Regions from separate parts of the Mus musculus genome. Here all the other regions are linked to region 2. A link is a contact called in public promoter capture Hi-C data. All regions are on one chromosome and are shown on one strand. Each heading gives the region's core, a stretch centred on a gene start, on an enhancer-like site or on the middle of the called end of the contact. The rest is flanking DNA. Distances are from core to core; before and after follow the strand shown.

Region 1 (3,946 bases), core at 655-3,154, 350 kb before region 2:
AGCATAACCTAGTTTTCATTGTGAGGATCACAAATTCAGAGCCAGATTGCCTTTGAGTTCTGGCTCCATCTCTTGCTAGCTGTGTGACCTTGGGCAAGTTGCTTAAACTTCTGTGCCCATTTCCCCACTGAAAAGGAGACAGCTGATAGCTGAGTAGGGTGTTGGGGGCTGAGTCAATGCAGCTCTAACAGCTTTGGCAGCGGGTGTATAGCCCATGGGTAAAGCAGATTCTCATTATGTGCTACACCATAGGTTTAAAACTCAGCATCACCGAAAGGCAAAGGAAACCCTGTTCTTACTATTTGGCTTGTAGAACTTGTAGCGAATGCGGCAGTTCTTGTTGTTAGTTACTATTGTGTCCTCTGCAGACGCCTGTGACAGTAGAGCTTGTCAATTTTTTTTTTTTTTTGAGTGTGGAGAAAGCAATAAAGATACAAGAAAGATACATTCAAAATACTAACCTCACCACAGTGGTCATTGTCACATTAGCTTTAAAATTCCACGCTTTCCTTTTAATATCAGCGGTTTGAATTCTCTACTATTTCAAATGCCATAACTTCATCCCTCCTGTGTGTGTAGATCACTTCAGCCTAAATGTCATTGCCTTATTATTGTTAATTTTTTAAGCCATTGGGACTAACTTTTCTATAAGAACTTCCAAATTTTCTAAGTCAATCGTCAGAAAGTGTTTAATGGGAAGGTCAAATACAGGCAAAGCTCTCTGCTCAGTGACTCACCTAGGACAGAAGGGAAACACTCTACTTTTTACCGGAATCTGAGTTAAGAAATAGGGGCAACAGAACAGATGGCAAACAACTGCTTGCGTTACATCAAAATCGACGAGAAGCGATCACCTGGTTTCCAGTCTGAGATGGTTACACAAGATTAGTGGAACTGAAAAAGTTACCTTTTACACAATAAAAGCGGCTCCAGAGGCTTTAAAAGCAAAAAGAACAGCTAGTAAGAGCATGGCTAATGCTTACAGGAAGGGGCACAATCTTACATATCAGAGAACGCTGTTACTAATGGACAGTCCCAGATTCATGCACACATGTGCTGCCCTGATGGGAATTTAGGGTGGTATCAAAAAAAAAAAAAAAAAAGGTGAAGTTGGGAAGACGACATGGGGAAACTTGGAGGAGAATGGGATGTGGATATGGTCATATTTCATGTTTTCATATCTGAAGTTCTCAAGAATAAAGAAAAATCATAATAAAAAAGGATCAAGTAAACTGATGGGTCCATTGCGTCCGTTATAAGCTTGTGGTGGTGGTGTTTTCATACCTAAGAAAAACGCAGCCTCTGTCCCTGTCTTAGTTGAAATGATACTTTAGTTTCCTCCTTTGCAGCTGGCAGTTTCTTAACTTTACTATCTATCTGTAAGGCAAAGTTTCAGATGGCTTTGACTTTTAGGATGAAGTATAAAATTCTCTGGATGAACACAACTATAAAAGGCTGACATAAAGATATGTAATCCAATAAAATGTCCTGCACGGAGGAGAAATTGAGAATATAAGAGTATTGGGGCCAGTGGTGGTGGCACACCCCTTTAATCCCAGCACTTGGGAGGCAGAGGCAGGCAGATTTCTGAGTTCGAGGCCAGCCTGGACTACAAAGTGAGTTCCAGGACAGCCAGGGCTACACAGAGAAACCCTGTCTCAAAAAACAAAACAAAACAAAACAAAACAAGACAAAAAAAAAAAGTATTGGAGCTTGCCCTCCAGTTGTTTTTTTTTGTTTTTGGTTTTTTGGTTTTTTTTGGTTTTTTTTGTTTGTTTGTTTTTTGTTTTTTATTCCTTCCAGTAAAACTGATTTCCTCATGTTGTTTCTGGATTAGAGCCAGAGTCAACTTTGCCTGCCTCTAATCAAATAATGGGGAAAACCGTTTGTAATTCTGACTTCAGTTAGAAGTTCCTGGGAGGCTCTGTGTGGATGGACTGAGCCTAGCTAAGTCCTGATTCATTTTGACTTGAGGTAAGTTATTATCTGTACTGCTGACTGGACTGTAATAATGGTGACTCTTTCATGACAGCGAATGGCAGACACCAGGACTCAGAAAGTAGCCTTTGGCTTTCGAAAGAGATTGAGATGACTGACAATAAAGCAGAGTTGCTTGCAACTTGGAGGAGAGATTTAGAATTTAATTAGTTTCTAGTCTCCTTGTATTTCAAATGAGTTAGATGGGGATTCACAGTAGAACTTTCCATTTCAGCCTACAGAATTAAAAACAGAGTAGGGTAAGACTGGCCAAGGTGAAATATGGCAAGACATATCTCAGGGTTGTTTGCAGGGAAATAGACATAGAGGCTAGATACCTGCCCAGCTCTAGTGCTTTTAAGACTTATTATAAATGTAAAATATATTTAAAATATAAATAATTATGAATATATATTATCTGGGAACTGAATGAATGATCAAAGGCAGGGTAGAAATCCCTGATGGAGATTATAAAATCAATACAACATTCTCCGATTGGACACAGCTGCACTGACAATCTAGTCTTCATTATTCATGTTAGTAAACCATCCTTATTTGGTACATCTAGTTTATATAACATCATCCTGATCCTTATCATTCACTATGCCTAGTTGTATTTCTTTTATAGTATTTTTGCTTTAGGTATTTTGAATTAGAAATCATTATATTTTCAAATTATTATAAAGGTATGCATTGAAATTACCTTCAAATATCTGCTCTCAGACAGGCTTTCTTATTTGATATAAATCATTTTAAGAAGGTGGGGGTGCAGTTCAGTGGTAGAATGTGACTCTCGTGGGTAGGACTCTTGTCAGTGTACTACTAGGTTTTCATTATCCATTCATCATAGTTGGATATTGGGGCCACTTCCATTTCCTGGCTACCATGAATAGAACAGCAATGACCGTGGTGTACTCATACCGTAACAGCAAACTATAGTCTTTGGGGTATCTGATCCAGAGTGATTCAGCTGGATCTCATGGTAGATCTACTTCTAGCTCTTTGAGGAACCTTTACATAGTGGCTGGACCAGTTATACTCCTACCTGTAACCATACTTTTTGGCTACTTTATTAGGTTCTTTTACCTACCACTCTTCTCTACCCCAACCCCTTCCAACCGCCCAATCCCGGGTAGGCAAAAAAGAAGGCTAGAGGGGAAAGGAGAACAGGTCTCTTTAGACTACTTCCTGATGAGTAGTGGCATCAAGTTCCTTGGAGGAAAACCAATCTTCCATCATCAGGATATCTACAACTAGAAACAGGCAGTCATCCAGCCAACAAGAAAGACGGGCAAACAGCAGCAGCAGAGACCAGTAGCTGCCGCAGCCTCTTGGAGCTAGGGCATTTTTCTAGCCTCGCAAGAGTTCCTGGAATTCCAAACATAAAATATCTTCAGCTGGCAGTATCACACCCATGCCAGACCACAAGACGAATCATAGTTAGCTGCTGTGGACAATCTGAAGCATCCCATACCCCACACCTGGGATTAAAACAAAAACATATTTGCATAACATGAATGGGTTTTTAAAAAAACCAAAATTCTCCCTCTACCCACCAGTGGTGGATAATAGTCCCTCTTTCCCCGTATCCATGCTAGCCGCTGGTTTTCTTCTTCTTTAACTTGGCCATTCTGACTGGGATAAGATGAAACCTCAAAGTAGTTTTAATTAGTCTATCCCTAACGGCCAAGCATGTTGAACATTAAAACAAAAATGTTTCTCTGGATGTACAGCTGTTGAGAATTCAATGCTTTTAAGATCGTCAAATAAAGTGTTGGGTATTAAATTGAGATTTTTATCCTTTGCTATATTTTTTTTCCATTTTTTATTAGGTATTTAACTCATTTACATTTCCAATGCTATACCAAAAGTCCCCCATATCCACCCACCCCCACTCCCCTGCCCACCCACTCCCCCTTTTTGGCCCTGGTGTTCCCCTGTACTGGGGCATATAAAGTTTGCAAGTCCA
Region 2 (4,078 bases), core at 952-3,451:
CAAAGAGCAGCATGAGACTGTTTCCAAAACTCTGTTCTGAAAGTTGGTCTCACACATGCACACACACACGCACACGCACACACACACACACACACACACACACACACACACACACAGAGAGAGAGAGAGAGAGAGAGAGAGAGAGAGAGAGAGAGAGAGAGCGCAAATAAATGCAACCGAACATAAACTCATTAACTAGGTTAGACATGAAAACATTTAGGGCAAAATATTCTGGAAAAGGAGAAGACATGGCCAGTTAGGAGGAGAGTCCTGGCTCAGAGAGTCAGAAGAAATACAGCTGACTTGAACTAGATGGCAGGAGAAGAGGATTGCTGGCATAGAGCCACCTAGAAGGGAGAAGAGGCAAGTGGTCTGCAAAGGTGCATAGCTTATAGTGGAGGAACACCAGCTTTAAAACTGCAGACACGTGTTCAAGTGAGCCAGAGACATGGAAACGCAGGATGAAAAACTCCACAAGTCCTCAGAGTTTTTAAATGTCCAAAGCTCCCAGACTGTCCTTCTAGCTGCCATTCCTCTTTCCTGACTCTTAACTCTAAACCCAGTGAGAAAACCTGGAGACCGGAATCAAAAGAGCTTGGCTGACAAGGTGAAGGTCAGGGTTCTGCAAACTGAATCTCTGCAGATACCAAGAAGCTCTAATCTGATCTTCAGTCAGGACACAGCCCCAAAGATTAAGATGCCTTAATGTAAATGACACTCACAGGGGGAAGACCATGAGGAGCAAAGGAGCAAACATGTAAGGTTGCCTCGGGATTCGCTCCTGGATGGTTGCCAAGCTGCAACATTTTAGTATAAGGAACGGGAAAATGTTCCTTTGAGAGGATGTATCATTTCTTTATTCTATTTTGGTGTGATTAGAAGAAAAGAAAGATCTAAGCGCACAAAAAGTATATATATAAATAAAATAGAACGTTCTCCAACAGTACAGCTCCTAGCCAGAGACAACAAAGTATTGCTCTTTACCAAGAATACAAATATTAATATGGAGGCAGAAAAGAAAAACACATTTCAAAAGCATGCCTCAGGCAAGAACGAAGTTTCAGGGCAGACACACTTAACTACACAGCCCAAGTCGTAGAGTCTGCTCCATTCTAGCGAAGAACGGACCCACATGGATCTAATACTGTAGTCCCAAGGAAGTCATTACCTAAATGGCGTTGAAGACAGTTTTTCATAGTTTAAAGTTTGTATTGGATTAACTCTACTTCTGGCATCTAGGCAGTTTTTAGTTTGAGAGTCATCTATGACTTTTATAGCACCTATTTCTTTGAAATAATTATAGGATTACCTTACACTGCACATATGGGACAACTGAAGGCGGTGCAGACTAGTCGAATCCACTATCTGAAACGAAGGTTTTAAGGTACTCAAGGCTGAAGACTTCGTGAAACGGTATTAAAAGGCACACAGAACAACTCAAGTGCTTAGTACTGCACTTATTTACTTTAAAACACCCATAGAGACTCCCCCAGGGGAGGTCATTTTACCTGACTTACCCAATCCACAGCAAGATGGGAAAAGGCTTCGTGGCGATCCAAGTCTTGTTCCAAATTTAAACCAAGAACCCCAAGGGAGTGAAAGACGACTTGGGGGACCACTCCTCCTGCAGGGTGTGGAGGCGGGCTACCCTTCCAGAGAGAGATACCCAGGGTCTCCCAGAACTCTAGTGACTAGGAACACTCGGGGAGTCCCAGTCCCTATGTCCAAGTTCTGCGACCCGCGTGGCCGTTGCGGGATCTGCACGCCTCGAGTGAGAGTCAGCCAGCGGCACCGGGGACCGACAAGAGGAGGAGGGTAGTAGCCCCGGGTGCAGGCCGGAGACCCAGGGTCCTGAGCGGCAGTCCCCGTCCCCAGTGCCCCCGACGCTCCGCTCAGCAGTCGCTGGAGCGAGGCCTCCGGGCAGCTGCAAGCAGCTGGACGCGGCCTGAACGCCCGCGCTCCACCGCTCGCTTCCCTTCGGGGGGCCCCCGCGCTCTACCCGCAACTTACTGGGGCAGTGCCCTGGCCGCGCGACGGGGACGGGAACAGGCACGGGCGAGCGAGAGGCTGCAGCGCTCTGCGGATTCCAAGCTCGCGAAGGTTGGACGAGCAGCAGCAGCAGCCTTTCCAGGTCCGCGCAGACAGAAGCTCCCGCCGCCGAGCTTGCAGAAGGCGGGCTGGGCACGTGGGCACCCCTCTGAGTAGAGGCGGAGGGGCGGGGCGGAGTGGGGCGGGGCAGCGAGGGGCGGGGGCCGTCCCGCCCCTCCCTCGTGCTCGCGACCCTCGCCTGGAGCGTTTGTCACGGCTCGGCGGGCGGGCGCGCAGAGACTCCAGGAAGGCGGTGTCTAACTCCAAGCTTCTGAAAGGTCAGGGTCAGGATCAGGGCGCGCGCGCACGTGGATTACACGCTTGCCCGCTGGGGTGGGTGGGCGTGGGTCGGAGACGCAGGGTTTGGCAGAGGGGAAATGCCCCTTTTCCTTGGCAGAACCCAATCTGGGGGTGGGGTGGGGGACATTTCTGAGGTTTCTTCTAAGCAGGATTCTTTTCCTCTTCTTCCCTCTCTCCCTCCCTCCCTCTTTCTCTCCCTCTCTCATTGAGAATTGGGAACATAAAAATAGTAGTATATGATCATAATAAACTAGAAGCCCAGATAGATGAGCTTTGTTAAAAAGTATCACGTTCTGTAATGAAATCAAAACTTGAAGATTCCAGACTCGTGAATAGGCAGGTCATAGTCATGGTTATTTGGAAGTGGGTTTTTAAAGAAACGGATACTTGGTATTTCATAGCCAGCAAAAACAGAAGTTACACAATCGAGGTTTTTCATTCTGTGCTATTTGCTTTAGAAGTCTCTGATAAGATTAAAGTCACAATGTGAAACTCTTGATTTTAACACAAAAATGAATCGGAGCCCTGGCACAGAATTGAATATCATTGTATGTTATTGTGGCTTGGTAGGAAGGGCTATCTTTTCTGGCTTCATATTGTGGTAAAAGGGCCTTTTATTCAATCCTACTAGTAAGACTAGCCAAGTGCTCATTCATGTGACGCAGTACCTAGGTTTAATGAGATCCTCTGATCGTTCTTCTTTAAAGTAGGACTTTCTAAGGAATTTTGCTGAATAACAAGGGGCTTGCTCCAGAAATGGCACATGTACACAATATCTGTTGCCATCTTCAGAGGTTGCGTATCCAGTGAAGTTGTCCATTGTTCTCCGGGATGAGTCCAGGTCTATAGAGCATAGCTACTGTGAGGGAACTGATAGAATACATGTAGTAATCAATTAAGACCATCAGCATTCACCTCTTACATTTTATCATGATTTCTCTATGCTAACTCCTTTTTTTTTTTGGTTCTTTTTTTTTTCTTTCCATTTTTTATTAGGTATTTAGCTCATTTACATTTCCAATGCTATACCAAAAGTCCCCCATACCCACCCACCCCCACTCCCCTACCCGCCCACTCCCCCTTTTTGGCCCTGGCGTTCCCCTGTTCTGGGGCATATAAAGTTTGTGTGTCCAATGGGCCTCTCTTTCCAGTGATGGCCGACTAGGCCATCTTTTGATACATATGCAGCAAGAGTCAAGAGCTCCGGGGTACTGGTTAGTTCATAATGTTGATCCACCTATAGGGTTGCAGATCCCTTTAGCTCCTTGGGTACTTTCTCTACCTCCTCCATTGGGAGCCCTGTGATCCATCCATTAGCTGACTGTGGGCATCCACTTCTGTGTTTGCTAGGCCCCGGCATAGTCTCACAAGAGACAGCTACATCTGGGTCCTTTCGATAAAATCTTGCTAGTGTATGCAATGGTGTCAGCGTTTGGATGCTGATTATGGGGTGGATCCCTGGATAAGGCAGTCTCTACATGGTCCATCCTTTCATCTCAGCTCCAAACTTTGTCTCTGTAACTCCTTCCAAGGGTGTTTTGTTCCCACTTCTAAGGAGGGGCATAGTGTCCACACTTCAGTCTTCATTTTTCTTGAGATTCATGTGTTTAGGAAATTGTATCTTATATCTTGGGTATCCTAGGTTTTGGGCTAATATCCACTTATCAGTGAGTACATATTGTGTGAGTTC
Region 3 (4,165 bases), core at 1,571-4,070, 440 kb after region 2:
TTTCTAACAGCTTGGTGTGGGTATAGTTCTGCACCCATTGATTTGTTTGTGGTGGTCTGTTTTCTGATTGTTTCTTACTGGGGCACGGTTGGTCACCATAGGTGGGTAGTGACAAGGAGTGGCAGGATGCTTTATCAGGTAAATATCAGTAAGAGGCCATGGCCCCGAGGAACTTGCCCTTCTAAGTCCAATGGTCACTTATGAAAAGGGTGACTTGGATACCACAGATAGCTTACTTTAAAATGATGGAAATATACATAAAGTATGGCTCAGGGGCTGGGGAGATGGCTCAGCAGTGGGTAAAGCGTTCACTATGCAAGCACGAGGTCCTGAGTTCAGACTCTCTCTGAGCCACAGAGCCATCTAAAAGCTGGATGAGTACAGGCCTGTGATCCTAGCTCTAGTCAGTGGAGACAGGTCCACCCTGGGGCTTGCTGGCCTGCCAGGCTAGTGGAAAAAGGTAAGCTCCAGTTTCAGTAAGAGAATGTGTCTCAGAAGGGAAATTGGAGAATTATTGAGGAAGATACCCAATACTGACTTTTGGCTCACCAGCATGGGATAGTGAATCTGCTCACACATGCACATAAGCAAAGACTACACACACACACACACACACACACACACACACACACACACACACACAGCACACTATGGTTCAGGTATAGTAACCATTCTCTATGCAGTTCCTTAGTCATCTGTCTACTTAGTAAAATAAAACCCCCTATGGAGCATCTGCTACTTGTGATGGAGGGAACCCTCTGTGCCTTCAAATGCTTCCTTTTGACGGACATGAGCTATTATGCCAGGCTAAGCTTCTTAGCTTAATGTGATAATAAAGAACAAGCTGGCTATTTTGACAGTGAAGGCCTTCTAGGGCATTCCTCTTTTGCAACAAATGATGTTATTATTTCCCAGAGATGAAGGAATCAAACAGTACAAAGTTTCCCAATAGTTACATAACATATACAGTATATATCAGTAAGCAACCTATTTACAGATTAACTGTTAATACAGAAACTTTAATTTCTTTCTTTAACGCTCTTCCTGTACATTGTACATGACTACTTATTACATATTCTTATGCATTGTCAGGAAGATGTCAGTATAGACCACTTTTAAAAATCTTTAAATCAAAAATTAGAATTTTCACCTAATTGGGATTAAAATGTTGTTTCTGAATCTAGTCGACAAGGTAATAATAGCAAATTTTAAAACTATATGAAATGGGAAGATAGGTTCAATTATCTTGAAAGTGATGTCAAAATTATTTTGGTGTTATCATCTTGACACCATTTCTCATAGGACCGACATTTGGAGCTGAGATGGCTTCAGAGAAGGTTTTGCACTTCATGCACGAAGCTTTGAAACTACTCAAGTTGCAAAGCTTTAAGGAAACAGACCCTATTTCCTCCTTGTCCCACCCTAGGCTAGTACTTGGTTAGGGCAAAGGTTAGTAAGTTCAGTGGGTAAACATCAGACAAAATATTCACGTATCCCTGGCAGAAGAGTCATCCCCTGTGTGAACATTTCTTCCTGATAACACACATCAGCTTTCACGGAACCTCCTAAGGCAGAAAGTTTACATTAAGCTTCATAACTGTATTCCCTGCTTATGAATAATCAACCTTAAAAAAACAAATCTTCAGTGCTGAAAGTGCCCCACCCACCAATTCAGGAGCTTTATCTTGGACTGGGGCACTTGGTTCTCTGGATGCTATGCACTTCAGATGATGGTTTTCCTGCCCCGCTCTCTATTTTCCCAGCATCTAAACTATAGTCTTCTATATTTCTCACAGGTCTTCGAAAGATACTTTCTAGTGGCTCGCCCTTCCTGCCTCCTTTTGAATTAGAAAGTGGCTAATTATCAACCCTCAAACCACACAGGCGGTTACAACGCTCGTGAGTACTGTTATCATTTTTTAAAAAGTGGGTCTATGGCCATCAGAAAAGAAGCTGGCTCTGCCATCCGAGCGAGGTTAAGGCCAGTGTTTCCCCATCGCATATCTGGCGCAGCTCTGATTCTTGGCCCAGCCTTCAGGGCAGCTTCTCCGGCCTCCAGGGCAGCTTCCCAGCCTCAGTGACCACAGTGGTCCCCTGTTCTGTCCTGCTCGGTGAGAGGGTGTGGCTGGGGTGGCAGTGGTGAGTAAAAGGCAGAAGGGGGTACTCCTGGCCGTGCGTCCTGGGGTGGAGGTGACCCAGTAACCCAAAAGCGGCAAGGGGAGACCAAGGGAGTGACAGAGTGCAGGAGGTCTCCAGGAGGCCGGCTGACCTCCGCTTGGGGTGGTGGTGGTGGGGAGAGAGGTTTGGGGCGGCAGGCAAGCAGGTATTGGGAAGCGCCCAGGGCGCGCGGCGGGGTGGGGAGAACCCAGCGGATGCACAGAGTGGAAGCAATCGCAGAGCGGGGCTGTAGTCCCGGGACCGCGAGGGGACAGCGTGTGGGGTTCGGGACGCGGGCACCCACTCACCTATGCACAGCTGGATGGCGTAGGCGTAGTAGGACCAGCCCAGCAGCAAGCTGATGAACACCACCGGGATCCAGTAGAGCACCCGCCGGCACCGCCGCCTCACGCCGCCCGAGCCCGAGGGCGCCATCTTCCAGCCGCAGACACCTGCCCAGCTCTGCCGCCGCCGCCGCCCGTGGGCCTGGCTCGGGGCCGGGCTCGGGGCTCCCGGAGCACCCGACGGGACAGGCCCGGGGGCGGCGGCTGGCTGTGCTGCGGCCACCGCGGCCGCCGTGGCGCTAGCTCCCCATCCCGCGGCAGCGAGCGGGCGCCGCGGACTCCCGCTGCTCTGCCGGGCTGAGGCGGCGGCTCAGAGTAGGAGGACGAAGGCGACGAGGCGGCGGGAAGCTCCGCTCCGCCCCCGCCTGGTCCCCGCCCGGTCCCCGCCTCGCTGCCTCCCACTGCGCGGCGGGCTGCGCCCTCGGGCGGGTGCAGGGATCCGGACGCGGACTCCCACGGCGCCCTCGGACTCTCGGCTACCCGTGCGCCCTTGCCCTGGGCCACCGCAGGGGCGCTCGAGGTGGCGACCCGGTGCCCACCTTGGCCCTCCCGCCCCTGCACTTGGCCCTGGATCGCGGGACTGTGATGAGAATTGACACTCGCTTTGGGTCACCCTCCCCAGCCGCAAGCCACTCCCAGGGCGCGGATCGGAGGGGGACGAGCTGCAAGGTGTCGCTTGTAGGAGGACGAGCGTCAGCCCCTCTTCGCCCCGCCCCCGGGACCAGCCAGTTGCTATCCCACTCCTCACCGGCCAGGCCCAGGGAGGATTGCGCCAAGTCCTTAGGCGCCCAGGCCCTCACCCTTGCATCTGTCAGGAAAATTCTCGCTTTAACTTGTGGGTGCCAGTAAACTGGCTGAGAGTAGCCAAAGTGCGGTCAGTTTCCAGAACAGACCAGCGAAATGATGGTGTTTGGGCATGAGAACGCCTACCTAGGTGCCCAGATCGCCATGAAGAGGGTTGCCAGAGGCCCTAGCCAGAGGGAGCAAGTTGAATTTTACGTTGTGAATCCATTGACAGTAACTAGAGTTAGGGCTGGCAGATCTTTGCTGAGAGAAGATTCTCTCTTTTTGTGTTAAACTGTCTTGTGATTCTAAGAGTAAAGTTTACCGTCCCCATCTCCCAAGAGCCAAGCGATTCCTTCTCTGCGTTCTTTCCCATCCTATCCAGCCTGACAGTGATTTTGGTTGTGATAGCGATTCTAAATTTAGCATATAGTAGAGTTTAAAGCGGTTGTCAAAACCACTGGAACGTGATTCTAATGGTAGTTAGAACAAACATCCCACAGTTAATTGTTGGTGAATGGGAAAGGAACGTGTTTCTGAGATTACTCCTCCCATTATATAAACAATTAGTATGTGTAACAGGTACCAGATATCATTAATGAATACTATATTTACTCCACACAACCAGATTGGGTAGAATTACTTGATAAACGTGATAAGAATGCTGAAGTATAGAAACCCAGCTCCAATTATGTCCTCCTGGCTTTTCAATTATCTTCCCAAGACTGGATTAAATATCAAGCCAATGTTCCTGAAACAGCTACTGCATCAACGCAGAAACAACCTCGCTCACCGGCACCCCCAGAGCTCCCTGGGACTAAACCACCAATCAGAGAAAACAGGAGGTGGGACTCATGCGTATATAGCAGAGGATGGCCTAT

The links. Promoter capture Hi-C pulls out the DNA fragments that hold promoters and counts their contacts. Capture Hi-C pulls out chosen DNA fragments and counts their contacts.
Region 1: a contact with region 2 is called in a promoter capture Hi-C map of liver. The contact joins the promoter of Fgl1 here to the promoter of Slc7a2 in region 2. A contact is called at or near these places in 3 of 39 promoter capture datasets (cranial neural crest, liver and maxillary cranial neural crest), 1 of 115 datasets of contacts at active chromatin or transcription factors (bone marrow-derived macrophages) and 1 of 9 other capture datasets (liver).
Region 3: a contact with region 2 is called in a promoter capture Hi-C map of stem cell-derived epiblast-like cells, with 5 times the contacts expected there. The contact joins the promoter of Zdhhc2 here to the promoter of Slc7a2 in region 2. A contact is called at or near these places in 3 of 39 promoter capture datasets (cranial neural crest, embryonic stem cells and stem cell-derived epiblast-like cells), 3 of 484 Hi-C or Micro-C datasets (embryonic stem cells and nephron progenitors) and 2 of 115 datasets of contacts at active chromatin or transcription factors (both in embryonic stem cells).

What each region holds. Positions count from the first base shown.
Region 1 is chr8:41,213,114-41,217,059 of GRCm38.p6, reverse strand. It overlaps Fgl1 (fibrinogen-like protein 1), which reads left to right and starts at 1,904. Exons shown (of 8, transcript NM_145594.2): 1 at 1,904-1,974.
Region 2 is chr8:40,860,490-40,864,567 of GRCm38.p6, reverse strand. Slc7a2 (solute carrier family 7 (cationic amino acid transporter, y+ system), member 2) reads right to left here and starts at 2,201. Exons shown (of 12, transcript NM_007514.3): 1 at 2,011-2,201.
Region 3 is chr8:40,422,470-40,426,634 of GRCm38.p6, reverse strand. It overlaps Zdhhc2 (zinc finger, DHHC domain containing 2), which reads right to left and starts at 2,820. Exons shown (of 13, transcript NM_178395.4): 1 at 2,466-2,820. The coding sequence starts at 2,592.